Regions from separate parts of the Mus musculus genome. Here region 2 is linked to region 1. A link is a contact called in public promoter capture Hi-C data. All regions are on one chromosome and are shown on one strand. Each heading gives the region's core, a stretch centred on a gene start, on an enhancer-like site or on the middle of the called end of the contact. The rest is flanking DNA. Distances are from core to core; before and after follow the strand shown. Region 1 overlaps Fam124a (family with sequence similarity 124, member A). Region 2 holds the start of Xkr6 (X-linked Kx blood group related 6).

What was found. Promoter capture Hi-C pulls out the DNA fragments that hold promoters and counts their contacts.
Region 2: a promoter capture Hi-C map of hippocampal neurons shows a contact between it and region 1, with 2.4 times the contacts expected there. The contact joins the promoter of Xkr6 here to the enhancer-like site in region 1. A contact is called at or near these places in 5 of 39 promoter capture datasets (hippocampal neurons, liver, pre-B cells and 1 more).

What each region holds. Positions count from the first base shown.
Region 1 is chr14:62,560,765-62,565,365 of GRCm38.p6, reverse strand. Fam124a (family with sequence similarity 124, member A) reads right to left here. Exons shown (of 4, transcript NM_001243857.1): 2 at 847-878. Among named protein-coding and RNA genes, the nearest start is that of Fam124a, 7.3 kb to the right of the region's middle. Within about 2 kb of position 2,840, at least 36 of the 459 cell types and tissues checked have an H3K27ac peak or open chromatin away from gene starts, as enhancers often do. A contact at or near this core is called in hippocampal neurons, where this site is marked.
Region 2 is chr14:63,604,338-63,608,823 of GRCm38.p6, reverse strand. It overlaps Xkr6 (X-linked Kx blood group related 6), which reads right to left and starts at 2,294. Exons shown (of 3, transcript NM_173393.2): 1 at 1,540-2,294. The coding sequence starts at 2,294. It overlaps Gm15918 (predicted gene 15918), which reads left to right and starts at 1,105. Exons shown (of 2, transcript NR_167937.1): 1 at 1,105-1,865.

The sequences.
Region 1 (4,601 bases), core at 1,591-4,090:
TCTAGTTGAACTCAAGGCTCACTGAACAGGAGAGAAATCATGTCTGGTACTAGACAACATAAATTGGCTAACTATATGTGACTAGTCAGATCATGAATCTTAGAGGAGAACCTACAACTGCCACTTTCCGAAACCAGCACAATTCCTAACTATATTCTAAGCATTCACTTTTATACCCACAGTTAAGAGTAGATCTTACCCCAACCAAAGAAGGTTCTTTTTGCAGCAGGAGAGCATTACAGAAAGCACAACTAGTCAAAATGCAGAGAACAATAGACGGTGGGGTTCCCAGCCCCTGCGGATATATCCAGTGCCTGCATCTAAGGACCAGGGAACATCATGGAAGAGAAGTAGAGAGAGTGTAAAAGTCAGACCAGGCAGCATGCTGTGGAACTGTGCCTTCTAGTTATGACAGGGACGCTACACCCATGAAATCTCAACAGCATGGCAGGTTCTCAAGATCGGAACAATCCCAACAGCAGTTGACATCCCAACATAGATAGGGGAAATTAATGGGATCCCACCCCTAGCCGAGGGGCTACATGCAGTTAACAGCTTCTGAGAGATGGAGAATCAGCCTTCTCCGGGGATGAACTGCCTGATGGTTATCCAATACTAAGTGGTCAGAAACATAAGCATGCAGCAATGCATGGACTGAACAGGCTCTGTATTGATTGAATGTTTATGTAACAACAATGATTAAAGAAGAGGAGGTCCTGAATTTGGAAGGGAGTTGGGGGTACATGGGAGGAGTGGGGAGGAGGGGAGCAAGCAGGAAAGTGATGTAATTATATTTCAATTAAACATTTAGACAACAGCCTTGAAGGACATTCAAAGAATACTTACTGCTGGTGGAGGACAGGTGGCTGTAGTCGGACCTGAAACAGAAGATGTAAGTAGGATTAGACATAGTTTTCCTTATGCAAATGAACTACTTGCGCTAAAAGCTTCCTTAGTGGTGACTTGGTAAGTAGCATTTGCCTGCTAAAGCTGTCACGGGTGCAAAACAGCATTGAGGCTTCTTTTGTGCAAACCAACGCTATGTTTGAAGTTTAGAAACAAAACTGGGGCCTTCACATGGGCTCCACAAGTCATTCTATGTGATTCTCAGGCCCTCTGAATTTGCTGTAAAGTTTTTGAATATTTTTCTGGTGAGAAAACCTCCAAGTTTTCAACAAATTCACAGCTCCCCAAATGGTTACACTCCCATCAAGGGACACTTTCCCAATGTTCACTCAGTACCACTGGGTCCTTCCTTGCAGACATGATGGGAGGGACCCTGAGGAAGGAGGATAGAAGTTGGCCAGGGAATAGGGGGGCATCCACAGGGCAGCAGGGACCCTCAGCACAGGGCACCTCAGTTGATTCCGTTCCTAGGCCTGCTGGGTAGCAGAGCCACAGGATGTGGGATGCGATGGGGAAGGAGAGTTGAGAAGTGATTGATCTGTGTGAGTTTTATGTGGCGTACTCCATGGCTGGCAGTCAGGCACTATGAGATGGAATCCTGCCAAGGACCTGCCCTGCCTAGTCGGCCGCGTTCCTGCCCCACGGGCAGGGCTGTTAAGACTTTCCTCTTTGGCAAAGAATTTGGTTTAGAAGGTGTTTATGCCCTTGCACACCCAAGTCATTCTTAGGAGGAAATTAATTAGGTATGGAGGGATTCACAGTGCCTGGGAGTTAGGGGATGTAGCTATGTAAATAAACTGCTACATCAAGTTTAATTTTATAGGTACATATTCCCTTTTTTTCACCTCAGTCCCCAGTTGCCTTGCTTGATCATCCAGTTTCACCCTGTTTACCACATTTAAAAATTGTACATAAGACTTTTTAAAAGATTACCTTTTATGTGTTAAAATTACTACAGTGCCCAAACTAGATGATGCCCCAGTTTATTGGTAAGAAATAAAATGGAAGGAGAAGGGCATTGGCTTTCTTTTCTAGATGAAACACTTCAGTAGTCAAAATCATTGGTCTTTCAAGCCAGGAAGAATAAAAACTGCTAAAGTGATTTACGGATCCTTGATATACTGCACTCGCATGTGCCAAATTCTACTTTATTATCTGTTTTGGTGACAAAATACCTGATACAAATGACTTAAGGGGCAAGGGTCTGAGGGGGGAAAGAGCAAAGATTGTGCGCAAACAGGAAGTAGAGAGAGGTGGAAGCTGGTGTGCAGCACTTCCTCCTGGTTCTCTTTTTATTCAGCCCAGGACCTCAGCCTGTGGGAGGGTGCCACCCACATGCAGGAGAGGTCTTCCCTGCTCAACTGAACCTCTCTGGTATCATCTTCGTCGACTTGTCCGGGGCTATGTCTCCTAGGTGATTCTAAATCCAGCTGGTTGGTTACTTTCCACCTGGGAAGGGAAAGTGGCACTACCTGAAAGAAGTGAGGAAGGACAAGGGTTTGGACCCACTGGGCAGAGTGGATGGGAAATGAGCAAGCTAGAAAGACGGATGGGTTGGGTGAGAGCACAGTGCCACGTTGGCTGAGGGAAACGAAAGCAGCCAGGGTTGGTGACATCCTGAAACTCAGGATTTCTGCACCCGGCATTGGCACCTTAAACTCTTTCTGATGCCAGACAGAGCAGAAACAACACATTAAGCTGACACTGAGAAAGCTAATTATATAAAGTACAGAGAATGCCCAGCAAGCATTCAATAGCAAGGCTCTTCATCAAGGCTCTTCCATTTCCACACCACGGTCATCTTAGGATGGCCAGACTTTCCAGAAATTGCACAACTATCCAAATCCGACAGGGGGAGTGTATGACTCTGCCTACTATAGCAAAAAGGTGCCAGTCTTGTCAGCTAGGGCTCGCCAAAGATGAGATTCACACAGGCAGGCATTGTAAAGATCTGATACAGATGGATATGAATGTAGAATGAATATTACATCAAAGCCACAGTTAACAATCTTGAAGTGCCTTGGTAGTATTTTAGGATAAGCACTAGCATAAAGGACGTTCCTTTACAGGGTCCCCCTTAATCTCTCATGGCAGTGATGGGGTTAGGCTTGCCGACTGGCCAGCTTCTGACAGATTTGTGAACTCCAGTTCTTTCATGCAGCAGCCAACCTGCACAGCTCCACTCTGATCCTGTCTGACTTTCAATGGCGTCCATGCTCATTAGCTAAAACACGAACCCCTGTCTCCATGAAGGGTGACCTGTGCCCAGCTCTGCAGAGCTTTTCCCATTCAAACCAATCAGACAGAAGAGGCATCTAAAATTTCACCTTGCTCTGCAGCCTCTGGCTCTGAGTTTATGTGATTTGCATAGTTGCCATAACGACAGGATGACAGCTCTGAAGTGCTGCTCTTTTCTTGGTAAACCATCTGAGCGCGTTGTTTGGCAGCCCCCGTGGTTCCTGCTTTCGATGAAGTGATGCCCCGAAATTCACTCAGCCCTTCTCTTTGGAAATCACTGCGCAATTGTTCTTGGTTGTTCACGTTTGCAGAGTACAGCGCGATGAGATATTTATGAATAAAGCTTTGCATTTCCTTTCTTGTTCTTAGAGAAATTACCATGATTGGGAATACAGACCCAATACACCCGGCATTGGCACCTTAAACTCTTTCTGATGCCAGACAGAGCAGAAACAACACATTAAACTGGCACTAAGAAAGCTAATTATATAAAGTACAGAGGTACTTCCAACCTGTAGCTCATACTCTAAATAAGTTCTAAATAAGTTTATTTAATGGCACTGCCAGGGAAAGACAATCTATAAAGCTTAAGACAACTGTATGAAGAAATAGAATAAGATAATTTCAGAAAACAATCAGGTACTTTTCTAGACTGCTTGAAGGACTTTGTGCTCCCCAAACATTTAGTGGGTGGGAACAACTTGAGGTTTTTGTTTATTGGTCTCCTATCACAAAGTGGTCCCCTGCTAGCTCTGCATTTGACATGCAAGCCTTCCAGAATGAAGCATTAGAGGTGAACTTAGGGTCTTAAGATGTAACATTTTTGAACATATACTGTAGATGCAATATATTAATACAAGGATTATTCTCTCATACCTGATATATACTCCAAATATTGTTTTATTAATATTTGTGATAATAAAAAATTAGTTATGATCTGGGCTGTATGTTAGATGCATGCATTTGGGATTATGTGGGAAGGCATTTTGTAATTGAGATGGTTCACCTCTGCTGGAGGTCCACTAGATAATTTGCACATATACTTATTTTGTTAAAAAAAAATGAGTATCTTTCTAATTCTCTTTTTCAGGAAACTATGGCCTAACAACTAACCTTGGCCTTTCTGTAAAGCTGACCTTCCTGTTGATGCACATGCATGGCTCCCTCTATTGATGCACATGCCTGGCTCCCTCTGTTGATGCACATGCATGGCTCCCTCTGTTGATGCACATGCCTGGCTCCCTCTGTTGATGCACATGCATGGCTCCCTCTGTTGATGCACATGCATGGCTCCCTCTATTGATGCACATGCCTGGCTCCCTCTGTTGATGCACATGCATGGCTCCCTCTGTTGATGCACATGCCTGGCTCCCTCTGTTGATGCACATGACTGACTCCCTCTATTGATGGACATGCATGGCTCCCTCTGTTGATGCACATGCCTGACTCTCTCTATT
Region 2 (4,486 bases), core at 1,045-3,544, 1.0 Mb before region 1:
AGCACTGAGGTAAACAGAGTCGGTGAGACCAGCAACGGTAATCAGTGTGGCAGGGAGCGAGGCAGTGAGCAGACAGTGAGGGAAATGGGTGTAGTGAAGCAGTCATCGAGAGGTATTCCGTAAGTAGACAGAGACAGATAATAAGTGGAAGACACGGAGACAGTCAGCAGACAGTGAGAGAGTGACGTAAACAACAGCAGTCAGGCAGTTAGGTAAGCACTGGAGGTAATCGCCGAGGTGAACGAGGAGGTAGACAGGGAGATAAACAGAGAAGGCAGTGAGCTAAGGATGGAATCAGGAAAGCAACCAGTCAGTGTGGTCAGACAGAGAAGAAAGCCAGCTGGTGAGCTAGTGAGGTACCAGGTAGTGGGAAAGGAAAACAGCGAAGCAGCCAGTGAGGTACCCAGTCAGTGGAGTAGCCAGTTGGTGAGGTAGCCTGTCAATGAGGGCAAGACAGTAAGACAGTCAGTGAGGCAGACCACATAGGAAGGCATATATATGAGTCTGGTGTAAACAGGCAATCAGTGAGGTAGCCGGGAAGTGGGGGAAGACGGTGAGGCGGTAAGGTAGACAAGGAAGGCAGTTGGAGAGGCTATGATGTAAACAGTGAAGCAATCAGTCAGCGAGGTGGACAGTTAATGAGGTAGAAGGTGGGGTAGCTAGTCAGTGAGGTACTCTATGTGCTTAGACAGTGAGGCAGACAAGGTTCCTTGGTGAGTGGTTTTGAGAGATCAACCTGACACACGAGGACTTTACAGAAGCAGGGGAAAGGGCCTTGAGGCCAAGCTTGCATCTTGGATGTAAACACAAACCACACAGAGGCCTGGCCGTTAAAAACAGAAATAGGTGCTCAAGTGGCTCAGTGATTTTCCAGAGGTGAGAGTTAACAGCAAACGCTTGCTGCCACTAGATACCATCTCATTTTTTTTCCCTGTCACTGCGAAAAGGGCACATCTATTCCGGAAAGAAAAAAAAAGTCATTTTTTTTCCTTCAAGGAGGGCAGCGGTGTGGAGCAGCGGTGTTTGCAGGGGCTGGGGCTGCAGGAGGAGGAGGGGCGTGAAAGGAAGGAGTGCTTTAAGGAGAGGCAGCTAGGGTTTTTCCACAGGGCCCCACACCGGCCACTGCAGAGAGAAAACAGGAGTGGGGGGGGGGAGGAAATGTCCCTCGGGGAGGATGGGGGTAGGGGGGAAGGCCAAGTGCAACCGGCTGAAGGAGGCCAGGTCTCCTCCAGGATGCAAACGAGCGCCAGTTACCTTGGGACACAGCGGGGGGGGGAAAGGGGGCAACCAGGATGGAGGTCTGCAGAGGAGAGGCGGGAGGGTAGAGGCAGGGTCTTCTCCAAGTGCAACCCAGGGACGGAGATGGACAAACAGCAGGACCTAGGGCCTCCCCCGGGCCAAAAGGCGTGGCCAGGCAACCTATAGACCGTCCCGAGATGCTAAGACAGCGCACGGCTACCCCCGGCTCAACCTAGCCCAGACTGTCCGAGGGGCCCGCGCGCGGCCGCAGCCCCCGCCCCCAGCCCGCAGTGCTCTTACCTCCACACCTGCCCCATCTGCAGCAGGTGGATGACCGACTGCCAGATCCACACGGAGAGGCGGCACAGACGCTGCGCCCCCGGGGTGGCCGAGCCCCCCGCACCCGGGCCGCCGCGGGCCGCGCCGTGGCCGTAGCCGGCCCCCATCATTGGGGGTCCCCGGCTGCTGAGCCCCTCCACGGCGCCTAGCCCGCCGCCCGTGTAGTCCTGCACGAACCAGCGGAAGCTCAGGCTCTGCACCAGCAGCGACGGCACCAGCACGAAGAACAGGGTCAGCCCGAAGCAGCCGTAGTCCCCCTTGCGGTAGTAGTCGAGGGCCAGCCACAGGTCGGTACCCACGTCCCCGAAGAACACCAGCAGCGCGAGCACGATCCACAGGCAGTCAAGCCACGGCCGCTCCACCTGCGGCGACGCGGGCTGCGGTCGGCCGGCCGAGGGCGTCGGGGGGTGGCGGCCGGCGGCCCCGGGCGGCTGCAGCGGCTGGTCCCCCCCGTCGGCGGCGGCGGCGCTGCGGCGCGGCTTCTTGCCCAGCAGCGAGCGCAGGCAGGCGGAGCGGCAGCCCCAGTAGCACGAGGAGGTGTTGCAGCAGTGGCAGATGTGCAGCGAGCTGCTCTCGCCGGGCTCGCTGCCGTCGCCGCCGCCGCAGCCGCCTCCCCCGGGCTCCCCGTCCTCCTCGCCGCTGCCCACCGCCTCGTCCAGGTTGTGCAGCTGGGCGAAGCCCACCCCCACGCCACCGCCATCGGATTTCGCCGCCATCTTGACTCTCTTCCCAGCTCCGGAGGTTGGGGGGGAGGGACGGGTGGGGGGAGAAGGCAGGGACCGGGGAGGGGGGGAACGAATGGAGAGGAAGGGGGGCGGGGAGGAAGCGGGGAGCAGACGAACGGGGGGAGTGGGCCAGGGAACCCCCTCCGCTTCCGGGCGGGCGGCGTCACTTCCGGGCGAGCCCCCCAATCGCACGGCGCCCGCAGCCTCCTGGCCCTACCCTACCGGCCAAGATGGCCGCCCTCCTGTGCCTCAGCTGCTGGGCGGGGGGCCGGGGGGTTCTCCCCGCCAGGGCTCCCCGTCCCCTCTTCCGTTGACCCCGAAACCCATCAGGTTGACCCCTCGGCGTTTCAGAATCCCGCTGGGTTGAGTGAGACGGTCCAAAGTGTTCCCTGGAGGAGGCAGTGCCAGACGTTTTGGGGTCCCCTTCCTCTGCGTCGCAGCTCTCAGCTTTGCTCTGGGAGAAACGCCCCCTAACACCCTCCCGGCTGCGGGCAGAGGGGCGGGACCTTTGAGGGAAGGGGAGGAGCTAGTGAAAAGCAGGTGATTACTTGTCACTTCCGGGAGATAGGATGACCTCATTGTGTAGTTAGACACCCCCCTCCCCCCCACCAAAATGGCTGTGTCTCACCTCTGGCTGGATAACCCCCCCTTCATCCGTGTTAGTTTCTTATTTTGAGGGGCTCTAAAAATAATGACATAAGTCAATAAGAGTCCACAAACTTACTGATTCTCACTTCTGTTTAGACATCTTTCATCTTTATTGACCCCCTAATTTTCCTGTCACTTGATAACTTTCCCATATTTTGTAATAAAGTTTCCAACTTTCCCTCAAGAAAATTCTAGGCAAAATTTAGCTAGAAATCAGCCTGGTTGCCTCTTTCCTGTTGTAGCAAGAACTAAATGGGCATCTTGTGACCTTGAGTGTTTTCTGCACAGTCAAACATGTTTTTACCTACTTTTTTTTGTTTGTTTTAGCGTGATTTTAAAACTCTCTAAAGACCTTCATTTGGGAAAAAAAAAAAAAAAAAAAAAAAAAAAGCTTTAAGCTGTATGTATCAATTACTTGTTCAGGCAATTTGAATGTGTGAAACTTGTCTTTGCCAGTGTTTTGGGGGGTGCTAAGGCTCTGTTAGTAAACATGGCTTTAAATGAGTGAAAATGTTATTAATGTGCTATATCATTAAAATAGGTGCAGAGTATTTGAGCTTCACTAACAAATTGTATAAATGAGGCAGCACTGAATGGATTTGAATTACAATGCTCTTTCAGTGGAAGACAGCAAACTACTTAGTTGTTATTGATGAGTTATTTTAAAGAAGTATTTTAAAGAAAAAGTGAAAAAGAAAACACTGGAATTTTCTCATCAACCTCTGTAGATTGTTTTTATCCAATTTTTTTCAGTAATCTAAGAATGGCAATAATGGGTTTTTTTGTTTTGTTTTTTGTTTTGTTTTTTTTGGAATGCTAACAAGACAAATAGGTAATATGTTTATAGCATTGAGGTTCTGAAGAAAAAAACTACTTTGACAACTTATGACATTTAACCCTATAGGATCTACTTCAGTTTCTAGAGTGACTGGGAAAGAAGAGAATACCCTATTGCAGAACACAAGTTTTCATGAGTATATCATGCCAAGATAAAATGTATAAAAACTGAAAAACTATGTAAAGAATTTTACCCATACATTACAGAAAGTGATTCTAAAATCTACTTTGTGAAAGAAATCATATAACTGCATCTTTTACTTTTTGCTATAGTTTAATCCTTTTACTTTCTATGGTAATAAAACAGCACTAACAGGTAAAATATTATTTCTGCATATAGGTGAAAGACTGTTTCTTTGCTGGAGTTGAAACAACACCTTGGGGGCTGGAGAAATGGCTCACAGGTTAAGAGCACTGGCTGCTCCTCCAGAGGACCTTGGTTCCCTTCTCAACACCCACATGGCAACTCACAACTGTCTCTAATCCAAGTTTCAGGGGACCTGGCATCCTCATGCAGACATAAATGCACATAAAAATAAATCTTTTCAAAAAGAAAAAAGGAACAGCAGTGAAATAACATCTTAAACCATGGGTTGCACACAGTTGCTCAGACATGAATTCTTGTTCCATTAAAGTGGTATGTGAATAACATAAACCAGATAATCTCTTTAAACCTCAGTTGATGTCTTCATATCATG